Linked DNA regions of Mus musculus: regions 2, 3, 4, 5 and 6 are each linked to region 1. A link is a contact called in public HiChIP or PLAC-seq data. All regions are on one chromosome and are shown on one strand. The core of a region is the stretch at or near the end of the contact, and the rest is flanking DNA. Distances in the headings are between cores, read along the strand shown.

Region 1 (3,949 bases), core at 454-2,953:
CCCAGTCTGTAGGCTGCTGTTTTGTCTTATTGACAGTGCCCTTTGCCTTCCAGAAGCTTTGCAAGAGGTCCCATTTATCAATGGTTGATCTTAGAACCTGAGCCATTGGTATTCTGTTCAGGAAATTTTCTCCCATGCCAATGTATTCAAGGCTGTTTTTCACTTTCTCTTCTATTAGATTCAGTATATCTGGTTTTATATTGAGATCCTTAATCCATGGGGAATTGAGCTTTGTGCAGGATGATAAATATGGATGTATTTGCATTCTCCTACATGCAGACAGCCAGTAGAACAGCACCATTCATTGAAGATGCTTTCTTTTTTCCATTGTATGGTTTTGGCTTCTTTGTCAAAAAACAAGTGTCCACAGGTATGTGTGTGTTTATTTCAGGGTCTTTAATTATATTCCGTTGATCAACCTGTCTGTCTCTGTACCAATAGCATGTGGTTCTTCTCATTATTGTTCTGTAGTATAACTTAAGGTCATGAATGTTTTTATCTTCCAAAAATTCTTTTATTGTTTAGAAATTTTGATATCCTTGGCTTTTTATTTTTCCATATGCAATTAAGAATTTCTCTTTCAAGGTCTATAAAAACTTGTGCTGGAATTTGGATTGGGAATTGCACTGAATCTGTAGATTGCTTTTGGTAAGATGGCCATTTTCACTACGTTAACCCTAAGGATTTGTGAGCAATATTATTAGTGGCTGTCTTAAGAATCAGGAGTATTTATTGAGATCTTGTTACTTTATTACTGATTATTAAAAGTTAGACTCATCTTTTTGTATATGTATTAGAATGACTTCACTATTGTCTAAGTTGGAGACAGGTACAACAACTTAAGTAAAATCACTCCATCAGTAATGATATGAGTGAAAATTTAACCTGGGAATGCTGAGTTATGTGACCTGCCATACAATGTAAGTGGGGTGAATGGGAAAGTATTAGTTAGGGCCTGATAGGGTTAAATACTGAGCTCAGAACAGCTTGGACAACCAACTGAAGCCTGTAAAGGATCAAAATAGAAATAAACATGGGTGGTCTGGGAGTTCAGTGGAGAGTGGCTGTCTAACACACACAAATCCTTGTTTCCATCTCCAGTACTATAAAGAAGAAGAGAAAAACAAAACTACCTCTTTTTGTATCAGCAAATTAGCAAACAGAGACCTGCAAAGTAAAAGAAATTGTGTGCAATATAAACAATGTGATGGTGTTGGATTAGTGTCTGGACACATTTCAGAAGGCTTGTTCCTCAATACAGAGCTCCACATTAACAGGCTCCATTCTCAATAGTCAGCAACCATGGCTGTCTTTAGATTTACTGGAACACCAAAAGTTGGAAGAGGCTGGAAATTTACTTACCTCAGAAAGAGGCTTTTTATTGATGATTAATAAGGGAAATTCCAAGATCTTTACCTTCAGCTTGAGTCCCTATATTTGAACTTGCCACAACAGAGTTCAGTTTCAAGTTCGGGGTAAAGGTACTGTGTCAGAGCTTCACCTCACACTGTGCCACTTGATTAGGGCTTCCTCCCCCATCTTGTCCTGTTATTGCACTCTCAGACTATTCTCCTTTGGAATGGTATAAAGACATCAGTTATATGTTATGTGTTTGTATTTCCTAAATGCTAGCAGGGGTACTAGTCTGTGGTAATGAATCAGCCAGTTCCTGTTAATGCCAGTATGCTGGCCCCACCCAAACCCCCTTTGCATGGATACGTGCCTTTCTCTTATTCATCTTCTTTCCAGACTCATAAATGTGAGATTCTTACTCACTGGGACCAAGTGCTAGAGTAGACTTACTGTAATGCACAGGTATTTTGTTGGAAAAGCATCTTGGGTGTGTTTAGGGCCAGGTTCCTTGCTTCATGGATCTGTAGCATAGATTTGATCCAACTCATTTCCTCCTCACATTCCTGGCTGTGCAATGAGGAAGGAGGAGCTGAGTCACAGAGGCTTAATTCACTTGTCTATTTCTTGGACCCTAAAGCTTGACTTAATTGAAGAAGCTTTCAGTGGGATTAACTTAGTGGAAAACGCATCCCAGGTCTCTTTTCAAAGCAGGCATTAGCTAAACTGGAACAATATGACTACTTAAGGTCTTTGAAGAATAAAGCATTCCCTAGCTTTGATGAGACTGGCTCTCCATCTAGGCCCACAGAAATCCACTTCCCTTTTGCTATCTCTGTCTCTAAAGTATCTTAGAAACAGCAGTATATGGGTAAAGTGGCACAAAATGACCACCCGAAGTAACCATAATGAGCTTTATTTATTTTAATTCATCTAGACAGCCCACTAGGAAGATGCAGATTTGCCTTTATGCCAGGTAGAACTGGACCAATGACTACAGATGCAGGCTCACTAAATAACATAAGGCATATTTCATCTGTAAGATCTTGCTAATATGTTAGTGGTTCAAGCTGAACTAGAGCATGCCTTGTCCACGAAAGTCAGGGGAAAGCTTCAGAATGTTGAGCTACCACACTCTGATAGAACATTGAGAGGAGTATAAAAAAGAAACTTAAGTAGTAACTCAAATCAGTTGTTGACTGGCTTCATGATCTTAGATGATCAACTCATGATATGTGCTAACAGTAGAGTCACAAGGTGCATGTGAGTTCACTTTTGTTGATAGTCTACAATCTCACCACTCATAGCATCTGGGAACACAGATTGGTATGGGCTTCTTCAGCACTGATGTTGAGAAGCAAAGGAAGGCTTTCTATGTTGGCACACCATTGGGAGATTGTTCTTATGGTCTCGATATAAAAGAGTCCACAGGCTGCTTTCCTTTGACATTCTCTTGATCTCCTTTCCAAAGCATGTTTCTCCAAGTCATTGACAGTACAGTATTACAATGTAAGGTGTTTCATTGATACTGGTTGTATATATGTATCCTCAAGTGTGTCCCAGACTGTGAACCAAACAGACAAACCCAGGTCTTACATATATACTACTAAATATCATAATATCTGCCGATTAACAATCATAACATCTGTGGATTATATATGTATACAAGTAACATTGTTTTTGAACTCTCCATATTTTTTAATTTATCGATTTTGCTGTATGTTCATATTTTTTCTGCAAGAGTGACTGTGCATCACCTGTGTGCTTGGTGCCTTCAGAAGTCGGAAGAAGACATTTGCATCCCTCAGAACTGGAGTTACAGATAGCTATGAGCCTCCACATGGTTAGTGGAAAATGAACCTTGGTCCTCTACAAGAGCAACGAATGTCCTTAACCACTGGGCCATCTCTCCAGCCCAGTTTTCTATATGTTTAAAAGTATAAAAGTGCACATATACTAGAAAGAAGCCTCCACAAAGTGTCAGATATGCTTACAGACAGTGAGCCTACCCTCCGTCCTTCTCTATGAAACATGTCTCTGGCAAAGTCATGGCCGTTCAGGAGAAGTGATGGTGCACCTTATTGATGATCCAGGAAACAAGAAGAGACAGAGGAAGCACCAGGTGGAATCTCTAGTCTTAATTAAAACAAAATTACCACTAATACAGCACTATCTCTTTAAGCATAGGCGACAGCTCCCCACTGGTTACATTTAATCTGACCAACGAGGGCACCCTTAAGGAAAACACCATATATCTGTACAGAAAATCAATGCTGGATATGTTCTATCTGCATATTCAGATAAAGAAAAGCATATTAGATATTTTGACTGTTTTCATAGCATTTATTAAAATGTGCAACAGATTTATTAAACCCTCATTAGATACTTAGTGCGTTTTCAACATCATGTTTACAAGTTAGGAGAGGAAACTATATATTAGTGCCTACTGGGCAGGAGAAGCCTTTCAGGTGTCAGCCACAAACAGGCCACGGTGACACCTGGAAAGGTAAGAGGTCATCCAGACTACTCAACAGCACCTGCCCAGAATACAAGTGCTGACCAGTGGGCCTCATCTGTATCAAATATACCAGGGCACTTC
Region 2 (3,949 bases), core at 422-2,921, 490 kb after region 1:
CTGAACTTCTATGTAACTTGTACAACTCATAATTCAATCCACACCATTTTGTGCTTTCCATTTTCCTTCCATGTTTGAAAACCACGTCCAAGCCTCCCACTTCTGTAATGCCTCCTGCATACCCAATTTAAAACATTGGTTTTCTTTTGGGACTGAAGAGATGGCTCAGCACTTTGGAGCATTTGCTGCTCTGGCAAAGTACCTGGGTTCAGAGCCACATGGTGGCTTACAACCATCTGTAGCTCCAGTTGCATAGAATCTGACACCCTCTTCTGGTATCCAATAGCACTGTGATATACAGAGATGGAGGTAAATAACTAATACACATAAAATAAAGTAAATAATTAATATTAATTATAATAGTACTATTTCTTCTGTTGCATTTCATTGATATCTCCACTCAAATATATTAACTGGTTTTCCAAGCATAGCTGCAAGTGTGGCCTTTACATAGTAAGCCATTGTGAGGCTACTACAATTTGGAGATCAAATATATTTTTACTATGGGGTAGAATCTTTTTTACAGTTTAAGTATACAGAATACTCTGTAATAGCTCTCCCTCAGACACCTGGAGCATTGCTAGGTACACAAGAAGTCTCTACTCATTAGAACTTCCACTCCCAACCTATAGATTCATCCTAAACACCTCCAGGCCTTCCTTCTGAAAACACACACACACACACACACACACTTGAAATTTCATATAAAATTACTTAATCCCTATCTAAGAAATTTTCATATAGCTTTATTATTTGTAGCTTTTGGCCATGTTTCCTTTGCTTAAAAATGCATTATCTTGCCTTATCTCTAGAATTTTGGAAAAACCAAAAGAAATCCTGTATATCATTAAATATTCTTTAGTGGTAAGGATGTCACTAAATATCCCTTAGTGACCAAAGTCCCTTCCCATTAAGATGTAGATTAATGCATGCCTGCAATCCCAATACTAATGACAAGAGGATGAAGAGTTCAATGCTAGCCTGGACTATGTGGCAAGACCATATCTCATTAAAAACAGACTCAGTGGACTACAGAATATACAGCTTCACAATATATGTAGCCCTAAGTACTGGGATTAGAAAGATCCTAATCTATAAACAAGGTGCCTAAAAATGAGTATAATGATACCATCAAATTCATAGGTAAAATGAGAAAGAGAATCACATACATACATATATACACACACAGAGAGAGAGAGAACCTATGTGCTCACAAGTAGTAGTAGGGGCAGGAGAGTACAATGGGATAAGGCTGGGATTCAGAATCATTGCAAAAAACATTAAGAAGTTTGTTTCTTACAAACAATACATATCTCTTTTATCACCATCATCATCATCACCATCTAAAATTCACAGTCTCCTAAAAGGTACAACAATTCATCTCAACATTTCCATCTGCCAAGACCACCTGACTGATCATAATGCCTTCTTAGAGATCAGTGTTTGTCCGACTAGATTCCTCAGCTCTCACATTCAAGCTCGTTTCTTGTGGATCCCCTGTGGTCTCAGAATCTAAATGCTGGAGAGAAAATATTGACACTACTTCATACTCAACACACTGCATTTCATTAGATACACTTCATTCCCAGCCACGTCTGGAACACTCTCAAAGGAGGGAGGCATGCTTACAGAGACAAGCTGCTCCTTAAAGGAGTGGCAGACAAAAGGCCACGTCCCCAGGCTGGCTCTTGAGCATTTCAAGCACCTGAGCTCAATCTCTGTGACAGGAACGCTGTGTCATCTGATATGAATGCCACCAGCCACATACTTTTGTCTAAAAGCTTTTATACTCCCACCTCTGTCTCCCGCTTTTATTTCTGTCTCAAAAACAGAGGGTCAAGTTTTAACAACTCCAGTTACAGAGGGGCTGTGTGAGGGTTGAAGTGAAGCACACCAGCGTTCGTGCAGGAGGAGGAGGTACAGTATTTTTGACTTTACAGCAATTATTTACCAGCTGAGTGCCTGGGCCCCTGGTTGCTTCAGGTGGTGTCTGCCAGCAGCTCCCGCCTAGAATCTCAGTTTTCTTTATTACGGCCATCACTTACTTCCTGTTTATACTGGGCAAAGAGACCAGGTTTCACGCCTGCAGGCCCACATTCCTGAGTTCAGGAGGTTTTCCAAGCCTTCCGGCAATAAGTTTTCAACCTTTCTCTGTAGAGAAGGAGGCACTCCTGGATGAAAAGCAAATTGTCCAGGACTGAAGATGTGAAACCACTTGGCAAGTTCCAGTGCTGACCAAAATGCATGGTGTATGCACATCTTACCTGGAATTACCAATTGCTTTGCATGGATCCTGTGACTCTGGGTAACTCAGTGTAGAGCAAGAACTAAGAGAATGGCACAAGTTTCTTTTCTACATGTTTCCACTCATTCTGACCTACATTCTCATCCTAACCACCTCAACTCTATGCTCCGAAGACCACACACACACACACACACACACACACACTTTAAATTTCTGATAAAATGAGTTAGTCATCATCCAAGAAGATGTCACATGACTTTGTAATTTGTAGCTTTTGGCCATGGTTCCTTTACTTAAAATGTCTTAACTCACCTAATTTGATGCTTAAATCACTCTTACCTTGAATTTTACATAAAATGTCATCATTTTTGCCAATTTTCAGACATAACTGTCCCCTCTTCTGAGATCCCATGATACCCTGCAATTCCCTCTATTAACAGTCTTATGAGCAAACATTACATAAAATTTGTGAATAACCTTTTTTGAAAGCCACCCCACTTCATGCCACAAATGTCTTCAGGGTGAACTCTATTGAATGATCCTTAGGATTCCAGGTTCCTACCATGCTGTCATTTTGTTGGGCTCAACATCAGGAAGAGCCAATCACAATTTGCTGAATTCATGTGAAAGGACAAGTGGCTAAAGTTAAATGTGATTACAAAACGACGAACTCTATTTCAATATTTCCTGGAAAAGATGGGTGAACAGTCCAGGAAAGAGAAAAGACATTTTGGATGGGGACAACAGGAAGGGGAATAAGACTTGAAATGTGCTAAATTAAATAACCAATAATTTAAAAGAGAGAGAGAGAAAGTGACTGTTCAATATTTCGTGAATTTCTGCAGAGGATCTGTGATCCATTCAAGGTGTCCATGAGCTTCAGTCTGGGTCACTAGTGCTTCTCCAGTGGTGTAAGCCACAAAGTTGGGCAACTCAGCAAAGCAAGGGTTAAAGAAGAAAACCAAAGCAATGTCTTCTAAACATAAAGTGGGACAAACAGATTGAGCCCTTGGGGCAAGATGAAGATATATAAGTCTACAAGGGCATGTCGACATGTCGGTGCACACAAATTCTCCCTTCCTTGGTTTCAGTTTCCCTGCTTGGTTAAACTCCTTCATCACCTGTGTCTGTCTATCTGTCTTTCTGTTTCTCTTTCTCTTTTTCTCTCTCTCTTGCTCTCATGAGAAGTTACATCTCATTTTAGAAACAAGATTAGGTGGCAATGGCTAGTGATATGTATAAACTTGAATTTGACCACCTATGTGTATTAATACTTCCCGGTCAAGTCCCTTCCAAAGCAACTACCCAGTAACTCAACCTTGATGTCATTCTATCTGAACTAAATTATCTCTCTTCAGTTTAACATTCTCTATAGCAGTTCAGACCTAAACTTCTCCCTGCCTTATTATTCTACCAATACTTCGAGCATAGCAGCTCATAAGCTAAACTAACCCCTCTCACTCATGATTATCTCCACTCAAAGTTAGTGTAGCCACCATCTAACAGCCCAGTAACTGCCTCATCATAACCTCTCTACCACTTTCTATATCATATCAGTCAGGTGGTTTTTATTAACTACCTGCTGATTAATTCAAATTTTTCTCACTCTATACTATTACTCCAAACTTCATCAGGCTCTTATTTCTACTATCTAAGTCATTATATATCCCTATCAGAGGAATCTGTCAGATTATACACCAGCTA
Region 3 (3,949 bases), core at 415-2,914, 440 kb after region 1:
GAGTTTGTAAGTCCAGAAACCTGCATTTTGGATTCATATGATGCTCTGCCCACGTGGTTTTTCTCTCAGCACATCCAAGAAGACTCTCAGTTGCCAAGAGACACAATACTAAAATTACATAACATAATTGATTTAGGAACATTGGTGTTAAGGGAAGAAGTAATAATTCTCACTGTAGTATTGATTCTATGGAGAACTGTGCTAGGCGCTTTACACGTGAAGGGCCATTTCACTGTGCTCGGATGAGGACCTTTTGTCATTCGCGTTTCTCATTGTGTTAGTGAGAAGCCTGAATTCCCAAGGGAACTTCCATCTTGTCTTATTTCCATCCTTTAAATACCCAGAGGCAAAGCGTCAAAAAGGAAAATGGCTGTCTGGTGGTTTACATTGCTACTACCCAACTCAAAATCTGCCCTTAAACCTTGCAGATAATGACAACTCAAGGGGTAACGTTCAAAGAGCACAGAGGCAATTTTCCTAACAGGGGACTCCACTGAAAAGAGCTTACACCTTCAGATTCTGGGGAATCACAAAAGGAGCTCTGTAGATATGGCATAAAAGTGTTAGCAAGATCTAATAATGGTAATGGTGTTGTAGTGCTAAAGATAGATGAGCAGGAGGTCTCTCTCTCTCTCTCTCTCTCTCTCTCTCTCTCTCTGTGTGTGTGTGTGCGTGTGTGTGTGTGTGTGTGTATGTGTGTGTGTATGTGTGTGTGTGTATGTGTGTGTGTGTGTGTATGTGTGAGTGTGTGTGTATGTGTGAGTGTGTGTGTGTGTGTGTGTGTGTGTGTGTGTGTGTGTGTATGTGTGGTGCTCTTAAATTGGATTATGGTAATGAGTTCAGGATGTGTCCTGGGTACCTCACACGCACACACATACAAGAAAGCAAGTATCACTAATTAGGACTGCCTGCCTGAAATACCCCTGTGCAATCATAAAGTAATTGTGTGTGTATGTGTGTCTGTGTGTCTGTGTATGTGTGTTTGAAAGGTATTATAACACCTAACGCCATCAAAAATTCAGCTGTTTTATTTATAAAATGGTGGTAGCCCTTAGATCGTGGGGAAATTATTTCATATCTCCCAAGCCTTAGTATTCTATCACTCAAATGGAGTTTATTAATTGTTCTTTATAGAACTTATACATTAATCTAGAAGGCAATTATAATGGTGGGTGTGCATAGAAATGGAAAACTTCAGAAAGTGATATAGGGTGAGAGAATGTGTTCTGAAGAAATGGTCGATCCTGGTGGTACTGCAGGTAGGCCTCAGCCAGGGACTAAAGCCGGCATTCTTAGTCCATGAATCATTACTCAAACCAACCTCAACCATAAGCAAAAGGCAAGTCTGAGCTATTCTTTGATTTGTTGTGGTTTTATGCTCTTTAAAACCACACCTACCTATATAAGAAGCACAAACTTACTGGAAACGCATGTGAGACACTTTGTCTATTGGGTATACTAACCTCCGGTCCAACCCTTTCATGATAAAGCCAGATTGAATTTGTTAACAGCTTGCATCTGGTTTCCAAGCGTGCCCTTATATAACCCTAGGGAGCCCTAATTCAGGCCCAGTCATTAATGAAAATGCGAAGCTTGCACATCAGGCCAAGGAACCCTTGTTCTTCACCACTCTCCAGTCAGAACAGTTTGGGCTTCCAAAGCTACACAAAGGATGTTAGTGTTTCCTACACTTAATGACCAGGCAGCGGCACCCAGGACTCATCCTAGACTCATTACCATAATCCATTTTAAGAGCACCAGCACCACAAAGCTATGGCTGTGTATGCTATTACAGGTACCACACTGAAGCTGGGTTCCTGGATGCCTGAAGGCCAGGGAGCTGTTGAAAAGCCCGGCCTCCAGGAGACCGTGGGGGGAACTGCTGGAATGTTGTTTATCTTCAGACCGCAACAACTGCTCCAGTGTTTCACAACAGGAAGGTCCGTCTCGAAGCGAGGCTCAGACGTTGAAGGCTTAGAGAAGCAAGACCTGAAATAACCCCCACTTCTCTGATACCTTCCATCCCCCTCAGGCTGCTGAACCCTTCTACCTCCCCACGCTGTCATCATGGTGCTGTGGAGGCAGCCAGAGCTGAGACCATGGAATAGACAAAGCGTTTGGAGAAGCTTGTACTTAACATAATACTCCAGCTGAGATGGAAATGCCCTGATCCTGTGGCTCTAAAGGTGTTGAGGATACTGGAAGTATGCCTTCTTGCTCTCTTACCTCTGTGGATCTTATGAATTATCCTTCCCTTTATAGCATCCATGTTTTTAATTCCAATTTTTTGTTTCCTTTCTGATCTCTTAGATGTAAAGAGAAAGTGTGATGCATTCAATTCGAAAGTCATGGGCAAAGCCTAGTAACTTTAATTTAGGTGCAAATGATTCGGAGAAATGAAGTTTTAAACAGGCTAATTAGAACTCCACGGTCTTAGACAGTTTGGTTACCCCCTTGAGTACCAATGTTCAAAGAAATAACAGGAGCCTGCATTTGAGCTGTAAAAGGAGCAAGTAGTCCACCCTCTGGAAGCATCTGAGTCCCCATGGAAAAGAGCACAGGATCCTTAATGTGCTGCAAATGGGATATTGTTGAAGAAAACAGCCGTACAGTGCAGACCATGCAGATGTGCTTAGGCTCTGCCAGGGCTCTATTAGAAAAGGGCTGTTCTGTCATACAAAACTGGGACGAGGACAGAAATGGGTTTGTTTGTTTGTTTGTTAGCACATGCCAGACTGGAGAACCAGTTCCCATGAAGAAAGACCATGAATAATTAAGAAAAGAAAAATAAACTCTTTCTCAGAAACACCTAACTCGTCCTATAGTGGCAGGTCAAGATATGCTTGTTTCTGGACAGATTGAGAAATGAAGCCATTCTTTTCAGCCAGCAACCGGCAAACATTTCCCATGTGGGAAATAACCAAATGAACACTGTTTACTGTTTTCACTCTGGAGGCGCCTAAGAAGCTCAGAGAACATAGACTAAAGTGGTCGACTCTGGCATGAGGCTCTATAAAATAACGCCTGAGTAACGGGGGGGGGGGGGGGGGGAATGGATTCTGACAACAGGTTTCAGGAAGACGAGATAAATCAGGACCATGTGATCTGGGCCTGAAGATTTGACAGCAGCGCAACGAAGGGGCACAAAAGACTGGAGTCACCATGGCAAAAGCAGGTCCCATGGCAAAACCTAGAGCACTTAGTTTAGGACATGGAAGCACTTAGTGGTCACCATGATGCCTGACATCCTTTCCTAGAGGACTCCATACTCACATGCCTGTGGCATCTACAGGGTTTCTGTAAGCGGCACACTGATCTGTTTCAAAGTGCAGGCTGTGTATCCAATGACATGAGTTTGAGTTTAATTTTACCATTGGTCAATCTACTTTGAACAAGTTTTCTGACCTTTTAAGCCTTCAATCTCGTCTATCAAAGAGAAACAATTAAAATACCCATTGTGTGTGTGTGTGTGTGTGTGTTTTAAGTCCTGCAGAACATGTGACATAGCACCTGCTGTAAATAACAAGGGGTACCATTATAATGTCTTACTTGTTTTCTTTCTCTTACTGAAGGATCAAAAAAAAAGTCACAGAATGAATGCCCTTCTCTTATCCAAATAGGCTAAAACCTAAAAGTGATTTTCCTGAAAATTTTCACAAATACTTGAGTGGATGAGTTACCGTATGGATAATAATGAGACCAGCCAATATCCTATCAAAAATTTCCTCTTAGCACATTTGATTTCAAGGCTTGTCATTAAGCAGCGCATCCACCATAAAGCATTCATAGTTCAGGACTGCAGCAGGCATTCTGGCTATGGTGATGTGAATGCCCTTAGACAACTGGACAGTGCAGATGCCAAGATGCAGGCGAGCATTTGGTAGTACCGCTGTTGCCTTCATCTCTGGAAGACCTCTCTGCTCTGCCTGCGGCTAAATTCTATCAACTA
Region 4 (3,949 bases), core at 548-3,047, 420 kb after region 1:
TTCCTTATTATTTCTATTAAAAATGGAAATAGCCATTGTCAACAGAAGAAAGAGGAATTCTGTTTGCATATCTTTCAGGGTCTCTCTCAGGGCTTGAATCTGGCCTACCCCCTAAGAGAATAGCCATCCAGCTGGGGGAAGAGGGTCAATCAGGCTGTATACAGTGCCTTGCATGCTCTCTTTTTCTCCATCTCATTCTATTTCCTGATTGTCACATGGTGACACATTGCTCCTCTGTTGCAATGTTCCATCTCACCACAGGCCCATGGCAATGGATTTGACACAAGTAGAGCCAAGGCCCCCAATCCAGCATCCCCAAACCAATCTTTCCTCCTCTAAACTGCTTCCCACCGCTATGAAACATCTGACTAACACAATCGATATCATCAAAATCACTGTGCCTCCAAAGAGCATGTCAGGTGCAGTGGGTTTCAAGTGACTCAGCATGGCCAAAGAAGCGTATGACAGACTGGCAGCCACAAGGGTATAGAAGAAGAAAAGGAAGTGTTTGGAGAATGGTCTTCCCATTCCAGAAGCACCGGAGCTTGACATGTTGTGACAATTTGTTTTATAGTTTGTAATGTTTCACTAGTCTAGTTTATGTTGGAGCAGGATGAGAAATTAAAAAAAAAAAAAAAAAACTACAGCAATCGTTGGTAGAAACGAGGATGTGGGGCACAGAAGTAAAGCTGAAACGAAAATTGAATTTGAGGAGATTTAAGAGGCTGAGTCAGTACAGATAAACAGATGCTCAAAGACTGATAGAGAGTACACTCACTCTGACACTGGCGGGGGTGGCTGGCTGAGCACAGGCCTGGATAAGAAACAGCTAAGTTGATCATCTTTTAAATTACTGGCATCTGAGCCAGGCTTGGTGGCGCATGCCTTTAATCCCAGCACTCGGGAGGCAGAGGCAAGTGGATTTCTAAATTCGAGGCCAGCCTGGTCTACAAAGAGAGTTCCAGGACAGCCAGGGCTATACAGAGAAACCCTGTCTCAAAAAACAAAACAAAACAAAACAAACAACAACAACAAAAAATTACTGGCATCTGGAACTAAGTTACAGGGGAGAGCAAAGGTTGATTGAGTTCTACTTCTTTCATGGGCTGGTTTATGCACACACATACACACACGCACGTGCACATGCACACGCACACGCACACGCACACACACTTTTTTTAGGAGTTAATGTTTGATATTGAGCTTCAGTTTTCCAGGTCTTGACTTTTAGCTAATGACAAAATGACTACTGTCACTTTCAACAATGACAACTGTACTCAGAGTCAGAGGCATCAGGTTTTTGGTTTGTTTGTTTGTTTTGTTTTTTCTCCTTAAGACTCATATGTGTAACTCCTTTGTAAACTTTGAAGATGATTTATTCTGTGTGAGGATTTGACATTAATATTAAGAGAAGAGCAGAGCATGAGGTGGAACCCAGAGAGGTGAGGATCTGTAAACAGGCTCAGTACAAAGACCTGCTGCTCCTCACAGAGTGAATTAACTTCGAAGTTTCTGACTGACTGACTGACTGACTGAGCACAAAAGTTCCTGAGGGATCCCCACCCCGGTGTCATCTCCTCCACCACTTCTGAAATGAGCTAAGCGCAGAACATCTCTGCACATTGAGCATGATTAACCCACAAGACTGCACATCATGATTACCATGATGGTTGCTTGCTGTTCACCTCTGTCTTTCCATTTGTTCAAATGCTACGCTATGCCCTGTTCCACCTACAGTTGCCACCCATTCATATTCACACCCTGTGATTCACCACACAGATTAGTTTTCTGGTGTAGTCATGAATTAAGCTACACTTGAACCATGACAAATCCAGTGCACGATGTCAGCTTGTTCAGAAAGGCCCAGAGCTGAATATCAAATGATCTGATGTACCGTCGACTCATTTCATTCCTTGAAGCGGGAACTTCAAGGAAGCCATTACTCAACTGCCACATCATAATGAAAACCGCATAGAATGAGGTTGCAAGATTCTTCATGTGTTTGAAATCCTGCACAAAGGTGACAGATTATGACTGTCCTCTTTTACTCAGTCCGTTCACAAATCCGGTCTCAATGACCCTATAGCGTTGCTACACTGTTGTTTTCTTTTTTTTTTTTTTTTTCCATTTTTTATTAGGTATTTAACTCATTTACATTTCCAATGCTATACCAAAAGTCCCCCATATCCACCCACCCCCACTCCCCTGCCCACCCACTCCCCCTTTTTGGCCCTGGTATTCCCCTGTACTGGGGCATATAAAGTTTGCAAGTCCAATGGGCCTCTCTTTCCAGTGATGGCCGACTAGGCCATCTTTTGATATATATGCAGCTAGAGTCAAGAGCTCCAATATCAGGATGGAGATACTGCTTTAACACAGTGGTTATGAGAATAAAATGAATTTTAAAAGCCCATCTTTATTTGAAGCAGTGTGCATTGACTATTAAGTGGTAGTATTCTTGCTGTGTTATTAGTTATTATTCGTGAGGACCCATTCCACAGTAACTGCTCTCTGTTTTGGGCTTAGCCAACAGCATAGAAACCATAGTCACTGAGTAGTCTTCAGACAGCTGACAGAGGAACAGTGCAACTATGTCCCCTATTCTGGACACAGCATCTGCTGCACATTTAAGTAATAGTGATGGTGCGGGTCATGACTCTACCCCCAAGAATTAACTTTGCTGAGATGGAGAAGCTAACAAACCTGGGAGGGATGAGTACCAAGACAATGGTTCATGTGCATTTCCAACCTTACTAGCAGTGAGCTTGAGCTACGTCTCTTTCTTCTAGGGATGTGGTTAGTACAGACAAGTAAATAACATTGCTCTTTAAGGTGCATGAAATGCTTAGACTGCCTTCATTTTGCATCCAGGCTCTGGAGAATTAGAAGAGGATGGTAAGGTCGTTTGGCTAAACCCCTCCCTTCCAGGATGACGAGAGGAGAGGCAGAGATGAGTGATCTGCCAAATCACAAATCACAGCCCATCTCTGCAGACACTAGCTGATGACTCTCACTCCCAGAGGGGTATTGTCTCCTTCATTCTACCCTAGGCTCAGCTGGCCAAGACCACCATGTTGCTGGCTCTCTGAGGCACAGCACCTGGGTGGTTTCTTATCGTAGCCTTGGACAGCAGCCAAGCATGTAAATGGGCAGGGAGGACTGACTCAGACTTTGGAACAGTTTGTGCCTAAGGGGCCAAGAACAGTCTAAAGAAGGGTGTGGGCTCTGGGTGCTTCACTGAAGCGCCTACATTTTGTCAGCGTGACTAGGTGAGGAAGGAGGAGAGACATGGCTCCCCCCTGCAGGGCTTCTGTCCATGTGTCTGGGGAACTTGAAGTAGCTTTGGTTAGTCAGTTTCCTCAGTATATATTTGGCTCAGGTAATAAACTAAGGGGGACTCATAAGTGTAGAAATGGCGAAAAGAGCTTTGCTTGATCAGGAAAACGTTTTAACATACATGTGTAGGTTCATTATGCAATACATGTTTATTTTACAAATGCATGTGTCTCTGAAGGCAAATAAGATGGCTCCTGCTTATGCAACGATTATAGGAAAATGTGTAAGGATTGCAAGAATGGGGCCACTTTATACAATGTTGTAACAGAGATAAGTTGGATTAGGACAAGTTCTGGGTGGGGATGCATGCTGTGTCTTCATGTTGTGTATGTGTGACATGCTTGTCCTTGCCACTGTCTGCTAATAGAAAGGCCCCCAGTATACCTTATTACTGAGAAAATGGAGTGGCAAGTAGACTAAAGTCATCTCCCAAGACTGTAGAGATAGTAAGCAATAAGCCACAGTCTGCAGCTTTTTTGTATCTTTTACTCAAGACTCTAAAGGGCACTTTTGAAGGAGCTACTCTCCAGCCACACCCTACCCCACAGACAGTGAAGGTTAGAACTGAAATCGTACCCTGTAGTAGCAGAAGGTTAAAAATCATGATGTATAT
Region 5 (3,949 bases), core at 963-3,462, 370 kb after region 1:
AGTTGTAGTAAAGAAAAGAAGCTGAGGCTGGATTGGATGCTTTCTCCTTGCTGTCTACTTTTCATACTCTGCAGTTGCTGGAGGAAAGAAACCAACATTTGTCTTACACCTCTGTGAACCTGTAAATTTCGAAACCAAATAGCCAGGCAAAATGGACCCACTTGAGCCAGCCCCTAGGCCCCGCCCCAGCTCCCAAAGACATCTGCATGCACATGGTGACACAGAAATCCATGCTTAAATTCAGTGAGTCACGAAACAAGATAAATAGACATAGATGTAAAAAATATAGATTTCTAGAGAAGATCAGAAGTAGATAAAGGAAGAAAAGAGATGGGAAAGAATAAAAGATGACAGAAGCCAGTACACATATGTACTTGTGTGAAACTGTCCCAGAACACAGTAGTTAAAAGCTTTAAGTCTTAAAAATATTTCAATGGATTGGGAGAAAAAAAAATGTCCTGCTACTTATAAAAGACGCTTTATCCAGTGGTTGGAAGGTGGCAACCCGTGAAGGGATGATGACAACAGTGTCAGGCTTGCTCTTTTCCACTATGATATCTTTTTAATAATTCTGTATAAATTTAGAACATGATATAATGCCATCATGTCAAGGATCAGAGGGAAGAAAGGAAAATTGGGTAGTGGGGTTTTAATTTTGAACTTACAATGCAAAATAATATAAAGAAAGGTCTAGAACTGAGAGATTCTTATATATTAATCTCTCTAACCACCCATAGAAAACTGAGCATGGAATGGAAATAGACTTGTCAGGGTCCTGTGGACAGGGTTGTATGGAAAGGAAAATCCAGTTCTATTTTCTTTTAGAATCAGGGTCTCAAAAATCAGATCCCAGTTTTCTAATAAATGAAATGTTTTATCCTTTGCAAATCAGACAAGAAGACCCATGGGGTTTACCCATGAGAAGCAGGAAGCCCTGCCAAAATTCCAACCAGCTCTGCACACTTTCTGGGCATCTGCCGAGGACCAGGGCTGATGCCAAGTGTTCTGGGGCACAGAGTTGAGTAAGTCATGGTCATTGCTCTCATATTCAGTGCTGAAAGCAGGGACACATTCAAGCAACCGGATCCCAAAGCCGGCTGTGATAAGTGTTATCTTAGATCCCTGGAGGAGACAGGTCACACGACTGGAATAGCATGAAGTCAGGCCTGCAGCTGAGGGCATGCTGTTATTTAGGAACCCTATCAGGTTCATCTCACCACTTGGCAATGACCCCCAATCCCTGCAGTTTCTTGTCCTGAGTGTGCTGGGTCAGGGCACTTCCATCTGCCTCTCCTGGAGTCTCCTGTTAAGGCTACTGGTGTTTGAGGGTGCTTAATGAGAGTGAGAAAGACTTGTCCCATTTTTCTTTGTAAAGTTTCTAAGCTCACTGGCACTATGGGGAAATGGCCCATTTAGAAGTAGCTCTCTTTTCTTCTCTCCTAACATGTCATGAGGGCTGCCAAACTCTGGAGGCCCAGTATTTTATTCATCCAGAAAGTGAATGAAGCCGAAAATGTCTTCTTAATCTCATTTGGTTTTGCCCTAGTTGTTTGACTGTCTTTTTCCCTGTCTGGAACTGGGCAGTGCCAGCAGACAGGGACCCCCTGATTTAACACTTGATCTCTTAGAACACCTACCAGAAGCTTCAGCAAATGAAACAGCTCAGTGCTCTTGTACTGAATTCAGCCTTGATGCTGTCCTGTAAGCTCACGCCCATTTCCAAAGTGGCTGCCAAGTTTTCCAAAGGGTCTTTAAACCTGGATTTAAAACTGAAAGGAAAGAAATAGGACCTTCCTCTACCAGATAGTATATCATTTTTGAGGTTGTTTAAAATATGAAGCGTAAGGAAGTAATTAATTTGGATGGTAAAAAGGAATAAAGGCTTAATAGGAAGTCGGAGGTTTGACCTGGACACTGTGTCTGTAACCTCTAAAAGCTTCGTTCGGCTCGTTCTGAGAACGGTTCTTCTTTTTGAGGGACCTGTTCCCTTATATACACTTATTCTTTGCACTCTCTACAATAAGGGCAATAATGATCTATGGGTTTATAGTTCATAAAGGATTGATTATATACAACACAAAGATAAGCCCACCCTTTCAATGTAACAGTGCCATGACCAAGACCTATTTAAACAGAAGGTAAACTGAAGCCGAGGAGTGCTCCACTCCAGACTTGCTTTAAGGCAGGACTGACCTCTATGGCTGACTATCCTATGAGTCAGATGCCTGTGGTGTAACTGAGACGCAAAAGAAGTGCTGTGGCTTTGGAATGGGCAGCTCTCTGATCTGAAGAGATCCAAGAAAGCCACAAGTTTGGGCTTCTGCTCAGGGTTTTCAGTGCAAGCAGAGTTCAAGGAAATCTTCCTGCTTCTTTGCCCTTCAGTCTTCACTGCCGACTGCTCCTGTTCACCCATGGCCCAACTCACCTCTCAATAGCAACAGTGAATCATCAACTCAGAAAGAAAACACAGAGTTGGAGTTGCAGCTCGTGTCTTGCTAGTTTAATTAACTCTCAGCTGTATCCATGAAGGTCAACTAGACCCACACCTCAGATCACAATGACCTCTGTGGCTTTCTAAGTCAGGCTACATGCCTTTATAACTTGACTCTATCATCCTGTTTTCCCTTCATGACTCCTACAGCTGATCAATGACAAAGTCTGAGACATCCTGCTCCTGTGGTAGATATAACCCAATGAAATTTATATCTCTAAGTAAATTATATCATGTACTTGGACATAGACATTAACATTTTTTCATTGACTTGGGAAGAAACAGGCTCTTGTGGAGCTTAGGCTGACCTTGAACTCACTGTATATGTAAGGTAGACCTTCAGTTCCAAATGCTTTTACCTCCTAAATGCTGGGATTAAAAGTGTGTTCCACAATACCTGGCATCCTTTATTATCTACTCTCTGGACTATTTCATAGGCTTGTGCTCCTTTCTATTCACTTGACATTCCTGAAGTTCAGACACACTCTGGCTCTTGTTGCCTCTCACCCGTCTCTCTGTTTAAACACCGGGGCCCAAGGCGCTCTGTAATCTGACTTCATCAACCAGCCTGGGTATATTGTTTTCCCACTTTGTGGACTATGTTATTTATGCAAACCTGCCCCCACATACACACATGCCTTTCAAACCTTGATAACTTAGTGCTGCTATCCTAGTTCTCCATGTTTCATTCAAACATAACTCCATTTTCACCAATACAACTTAAATGAGAGCTCTCCCATTACATATTGACTAGGCTACATATCTGTTCATTTTCTGATCACCACAGGCTATTGTAGTTTCCTCCTAGGGTAAGGCACTCATATTATATTACCTAATTTGATCAGTTCTATACTTCTGGTAGACTCTCAGAAATGAGGACTCTCCTTTGCTCGAGGACTTCATCATTGGTGGATAAGAGGCAACTGAGATACACCGAAACGAAAAGTATCAACAACACTCAGCCAGTTTGAGAGAAAATGGGCCGATCAGTGGCGAAGCAGCTCTGTCAAGCTCCTTTTAAGTTTCGCATTCATGTGTGGAAGCACATTTCTGGTATTATATTTCTCATGCTGGCTTGCCTGTCAATGTGTACCACTGGGGAGTGCAACACACACACACACACACACACACACACACACACAAACCTCAATAGCAACGTGGGTACAGTGACATGACAGAGGAACATCTCAAATAAAATCAGTCATAGTGGAGAAAGACAGAATTCCACAGCTACCTTAGATGTTGTAGGTAGGTTTCCTTCTTTGATTTCATCTAAGCAACTGCTATCTATAGCATGGCTACACTTGACTAACTTTCATAGTAAAACTGGTTCATGGCAATGTGAAAATTCCATACCTAGGTGGAGTTTTAGAAAAAAAAATGCAATTCAGAGAAAGAAAGCAGTTTCTACCAAAGTAGAAATTTCAGCTAGCCACTGAACCATTATAAAGTCTCTTT
Region 6 (3,949 bases), core at 883-3,382, 320 kb after region 1:
ATTAATGGGAGGGGAGGGACACTTGATGCCCCACTGTAGGGGGATGCTAGAAGGATGAGGCAGGAGTGGGTGAATAGGTGGAGGAGCACCCTTGCAGAGGCAAAGGGGATGGGGAAGAGCAGAGATGGGATGGCAGGGTTGGTGGAGGGGTAACTAGGAAGGAGGATATCACTTGAAATGTAAACAAATATATGAATAAAAAGAAATGAATAAATTAATAAAAAGAACACAAGAGAAGTACAAATTGGCAGGCTATATTGACAAAAACCCCTGTTGAGGGCAGGGCCTGAAACGAGTTTCTTGAAGCCTTTCTGCTGGTTTTGATGCAAGGTAAAATCTGCAAACCTCTGGTCAGGAGGTGCTTGTCCACTGGGTTTCTGAGACTCTTATGGCACTCTAATGATGAATTCTGTCTTTTCAGATCAATTTAAAGTGATGTTCGGCTAAGGGGCTGATATTAATCAAATTTAATGCTCTGTGGACAAAGTAGTTGCTGATCTTCCCGATTTTACTGCCAAAGGAGTTGAGGTAACGGCTTAAAGAAATGATAGGAATTGAGAAATGCAATGCTATGTTAGAATCACATCCTAAACTTGTTCTTTCTTTCTGGGGTCACGTTTTGAAACACACACACACAGTGTTGGGGGAGTAGGGAGGGAAAACAGGAGAGAACAGAATTATGGGTTATTTCTCATCCTTCTTGAAGACTCTGTAGCTAGTTGTGCTCTGCAACCCTAACAAAATGTGAGTCACCATGTTCTACTTACACAGAATATTTTAATCACGTACCAAGTAAAACAACTCAAAGATGTTACAGTTCTTCAAAAAGCATGATTAAAACCTGGAAGGCTGTCAAGGTGCGGATCTTGCTGTGTGGTGCCTGAAGTCAAGGCTTCTGCTGGTCCCTCTCTTGTCTGAATATAGCTGTAGATTACACCACTCTCTCTAGATTTAGTGAAAGTGTGAAAATTTAAAATGTACAAATTCTCAGGTTTCTTATGTAGCTGTGACGAAGCTGGGTTACTTCTCCAGGGTTGCTCTATCTCTGGAAAATGAGAGGGAGATGCTAGCAACTCTGCACTGGTTTAAAGGCAACAAGAGGGCAACAATTGTCTGAGAAAGGAACTGGAAACATCTCCTTGCTCATCTTTTAAGATGCAGTAGCTTTATCTTTGGGCATAGTGTCTGCTTTCAACCCTGTGAGTCGTGGCCATCTTTCTATTGCTTCATATCAGACCCCAGCACATAGCTATCCAGTGACGGTATCCATCATTTAGTGCTTAAGTGCATCTGTGTATCCTAAGGACATAAAGAGTCTGACATGGAGTGAGTGCAGGGTAGGAAGACTATTGGCAAATTGGTGAAAGGATGGGTTGAATGGATGAATACTGATCCACCATACCTTTTATGTCAGCTCAAAATAACAATAAAGCTCTAGTTTGCCCTCACACATTGATTTTTGACAAAGCAATTTTCCCAGGCAGAAAAACTTAAGTTAGATGACCTCGTGGAGCTTTGCCATCTCTCTAACTTCTTGGTTCAACAAGTAATTGAAGGGAATCAATCTCGTGCTGTCTGACAGTTTTGACAGCTGCTGTTCTCGGGATGTCAATGCATGTGCTGTCATTCTGCTTAACAATTTAGAACTGAACAGAGACATATGCACTGCTAGTCACATTCCTCTGGTCTTGCGCCTGCCTCCAGCTCCCCTCTTCTGCCGTGGTTTATCTGCCACCACTCAAGTCAGTGGCATGTGTTTTTAGTGCCTGAACATTGCTTTGGTGCCTTTGTCCGGAGCTGGAGGCAAGATCAGAGCCCATGTTCCCTGAGAATCGCGACACTGCTTTCACAATGGAGTCTCCAGCCTCCTTGCAAACTAAAAGGGCTCCATAAATTTGAGTCTCTTCACATAATAAATGAATCTTTTCTGTGTGTTTAGCCAAGGGAAGGGGATATGAAAGTGAATAAGAGTAATAATAAAAAGCGAGCGAACAGCATGGGTATAATTAAAGTGAATAGCTCACACACAAAAAAAAATAAATCTCTGAACGTTGACTTCCTCCGGGACACACCCCATTACACCCAGACCTCGCCTCAGAAAGGTATGCACAGCTTGACATGCTAATGCAAAGCAAACACCCGCACTCGTGCTCCCAGGGACATGAAGAAGACTGGGTTTGCTTTCTGCAGATCACGGGGCTCAAAGCAACTGGATTTCAAAAATCTCAGTGCTCAGTATGAAACTATATAATCATGTATATTTCCTCAAATCCGTGGGTGGCTTGGGTTTAACGACCAACACGGGAATCTTCCCTGTACCATCAGAGCACATTTTCATCTGTGCCCAAATGAATAGCCAGAAGCTTAGTAGGACTATTTGGGCCCAAGCTATGCTCTGTAGGATTTCCCCCAGAAGCGTTCCTTGCAAAGTATGAGCTCTGAGGGAGCTTGGCTGCTCCAGTCTGGGTGGGGCAGTTCAAATCTGCACGTGCTCCCCTGCAGCTGGGTTAAACACAAGAGCCTGCAGGCGAGAATCTACTTTTCTTTCTCAAGAACATTGAGTCCAAGTCACTCCTGGAATGAAGATTGAGAACTCTTTCCTTATTGCTTTGATTAGCAGAGTTTGGGAACATAGTCTCTGGGTTATTTATAAGCAAGAACAGTGCATGTGGCTCCTTTCTTCAAGAAGGGCTATTTACACAGAAGCTTCTCGTAAGATAGTAGCTGCCCTTTAGGAAAATAAGATTCACCATAAGTTGATTATGGATATGATATGTACAGTTTTTAAATCTTGGTGACTTCACATTCCACTACTTCAATTTCTATATTTTGTTTGTTTGTTTGCTTGGTTTTGTTTTTTTCAATGAAGCATGTATGTTTAAAAGTAGCCAGCTGGACTCAGTTTAGATGATCCAAATTTTGTTGTCAACGTACAAAGCATCATAATCAGGAGTCAGCTGAAATACAGCCCCCCTCTTTCCATCAGACATGAACAGATTGAGTTGACCATATCAATGTCATTGAATTTCTTCAAACCCTGTCTGATCTGGTGTTTGTTGGGTTTGGCATCCATACTAGACACAAATATGTCATCTTCTATCTGCTTCTTGGCTGACTTGGAGGTCACTGGGAACTTGAATGATGGTACAATGGGCAAACTTGTTTCTCTTGGGAGAATGCTTGTAGAGGAATGCTTCTGGAGTGGCAGTGTCTTGGGCAACGAGAAAGTAAGTATGTAATGTGTGGATCTTCTGTGGGTCGAGGGGGGGGTGGGTTTGAATGCCCTTCTAGAGCTGTTTTCTTGGGTTTCAATGACCTTCACTTGGCTTTGGTACAGAGGCTTCCTTCTTTGCTTTGGGAGAAGTTTCCTGTCAGTGCCATCAGGCTTTTCTAGAGAAGCAGGGGTGGGGTTTTTATATTTGCATAGTGAAATATGACTACTGAGTTGTATTTAGGTATAGAACCTTTCCCAGCTTGAAGTGCTATGAACCCAGAAAACACTGGACGACCAAAGCCACCCAGAGCCAGTGATTTTTAGGTTCTTGTCTTGCACATCCAAAGAATAAGATTCACAGACAACAGAATATTAGTTTTGGAGCGACTTTTATTATAGATTCATAGGTGAAAGCTTAAAGAGAGATAAAAAGGGCATTTGAGGTAAACCTGCGGTCAGTCATACGGCAATAAATTGTCATATGATGGGAAGACGGGCTCCAGAAAAAGAGAAAGGAAGTCCAGAGTGCCAGAAAAAGTGTAAGTGGGCACTGGCCAGGATCTAACAGAAAGAGACAGAAGAGAAACACAAGGGAATTATACTCTTCTGACTCAGGACTCAGAGAGGCAGGTATGTCTAAGGGAACCACAGGACAGCTCCTAGGGTCTATGCTAGGGGTTGCGATTTCTAGGAAGGAAAAGTGCATTAGCTCATTAAAGGGAAAGTTAGTCTTTC

The links. HiChIP or PLAC-seq counts read pairs in DNA pulled down with a chosen protein or histone mark.
Region 2: a contact with region 1 is called in a FOXA1 HiChIP or PLAC-seq map of pancreatic cancer cells. The contact joins two enhancer-like sites. A contact is called at or near these places in 1 of 15 datasets of contacts at CTCF or cohesin (the NIH/3T3 cell line), 2 of 115 datasets of contacts at active chromatin or transcription factors (fibro-adipogenic progenitors and pancreatic cancer cells) and 1 of 9 other capture datasets (embryonic stem cells).
Region 3: a contact with region 1 is called in an HNF4G HiChIP or PLAC-seq map of pancreatic cancer cells. The contact joins two enhancer-like sites. A contact is called at or near these places in 3 of 115 datasets of contacts at active chromatin or transcription factors (the NIH/3T3 cell line, embryonic fibroblasts and pancreatic cancer cells).
Region 4: a contact with region 1 is called in a FOXA1 HiChIP or PLAC-seq map of pancreatic cancer cells. The contact joins two enhancer-like sites. A contact is called at or near these places in 1 of 15 datasets of contacts at CTCF or cohesin (the NIH/3T3 cell line) and 1 of 115 datasets of contacts at active chromatin or transcription factors (pancreatic cancer cells).
Region 5: an HNF4G HiChIP or PLAC-seq map of pancreatic cancer cells shows a contact between it and region 1. The contact joins two enhancer-like sites.
Region 6: a contact with region 1 is called in a FOXA1 HiChIP or PLAC-seq map of pancreatic cancer cells. The contact joins two enhancer-like sites. A contact is called at or near these places in 2 of 115 datasets of contacts at active chromatin or transcription factors (embryonic stem cells and pancreatic cancer cells).

What each region holds. Positions count from the first base shown.
Region 1 is chr16:25,903,350-25,907,298 of GRCm38.p6, reverse strand. No RefSeq gene overlaps it. Among named protein-coding and RNA genes, the nearest start is that of P3h2, 200 kb to the left of the region's middle. Within about 2 kb of position 1,703, at least 16 of the 459 cell types and tissues checked have an H3K27ac peak or open chromatin away from gene starts, as enhancers often do. A contact at or near this core is called in the NIH/3T3 cell line, embryonic fibroblasts and pancreatic cancer cells, where this site is marked.
Region 2 is chr16:25,416,148-25,420,096 of GRCm38.p6, reverse strand. All of the region lies in intron 5 of Tprg (transformation related protein 63 regulated), which reads right to left. Among named protein-coding and RNA genes, the nearest start is that of Tprg, 130 kb to the right of the region's middle. Within about 2 kb of position 1,671, at least 39 of the 459 cell types and tissues checked have an H3K27ac peak or open chromatin away from gene starts, as enhancers often do. A contact at or near this core is called in pancreatic cancer cells, where this site is marked.
Region 3 is chr16:25,463,571-25,467,519 of GRCm38.p6, reverse strand. No RefSeq gene overlaps it. Among named protein-coding and RNA genes, the nearest start is that of Tprg, 180 kb to the right of the region's middle. Within about 2 kb of position 1,664, at least 61 of the 459 cell types and tissues checked have an H3K27ac peak or open chromatin away from gene starts, as enhancers often do. A contact at or near this core is called in embryonic fibroblasts and pancreatic cancer cells, where this site is marked.
Region 4 is chr16:25,483,164-25,487,112 of GRCm38.p6, reverse strand. No RefSeq gene overlaps it. Among named protein-coding and RNA genes, the nearest start is that of Tprg, 200 kb to the right of the region's middle. Within about 2 kb of position 1,797, at least 38 of the 459 cell types and tissues checked have an H3K27ac peak or open chromatin away from gene starts, as enhancers often do. A contact at or near this core is called in the NIH/3T3 cell line and pancreatic cancer cells, where this site is marked.
Region 5 is chr16:25,530,449-25,534,397 of GRCm38.p6, reverse strand. No RefSeq gene overlaps it. Among named protein-coding and RNA genes, the nearest start is that of Trp63, 150 kb to the left of the region's middle. Within about 2 kb of position 2,212, at least 86 of the 459 cell types and tissues checked have an H3K27ac peak or open chromatin away from gene starts, as enhancers often do. A contact at or near this core is called in pancreatic cancer cells, where this site is marked.
Region 6 is chr16:25,583,049-25,586,997 of GRCm38.p6, reverse strand. No RefSeq gene overlaps it. Among named protein-coding and RNA genes, the nearest start is that of Trp63, 99 kb to the left of the region's middle. Within about 2 kb of position 2,132, at least 37 of the 459 cell types and tissues checked have an H3K27ac peak or open chromatin away from gene starts, as enhancers often do. A contact at or near this core is called in pancreatic cancer cells, where this site is marked.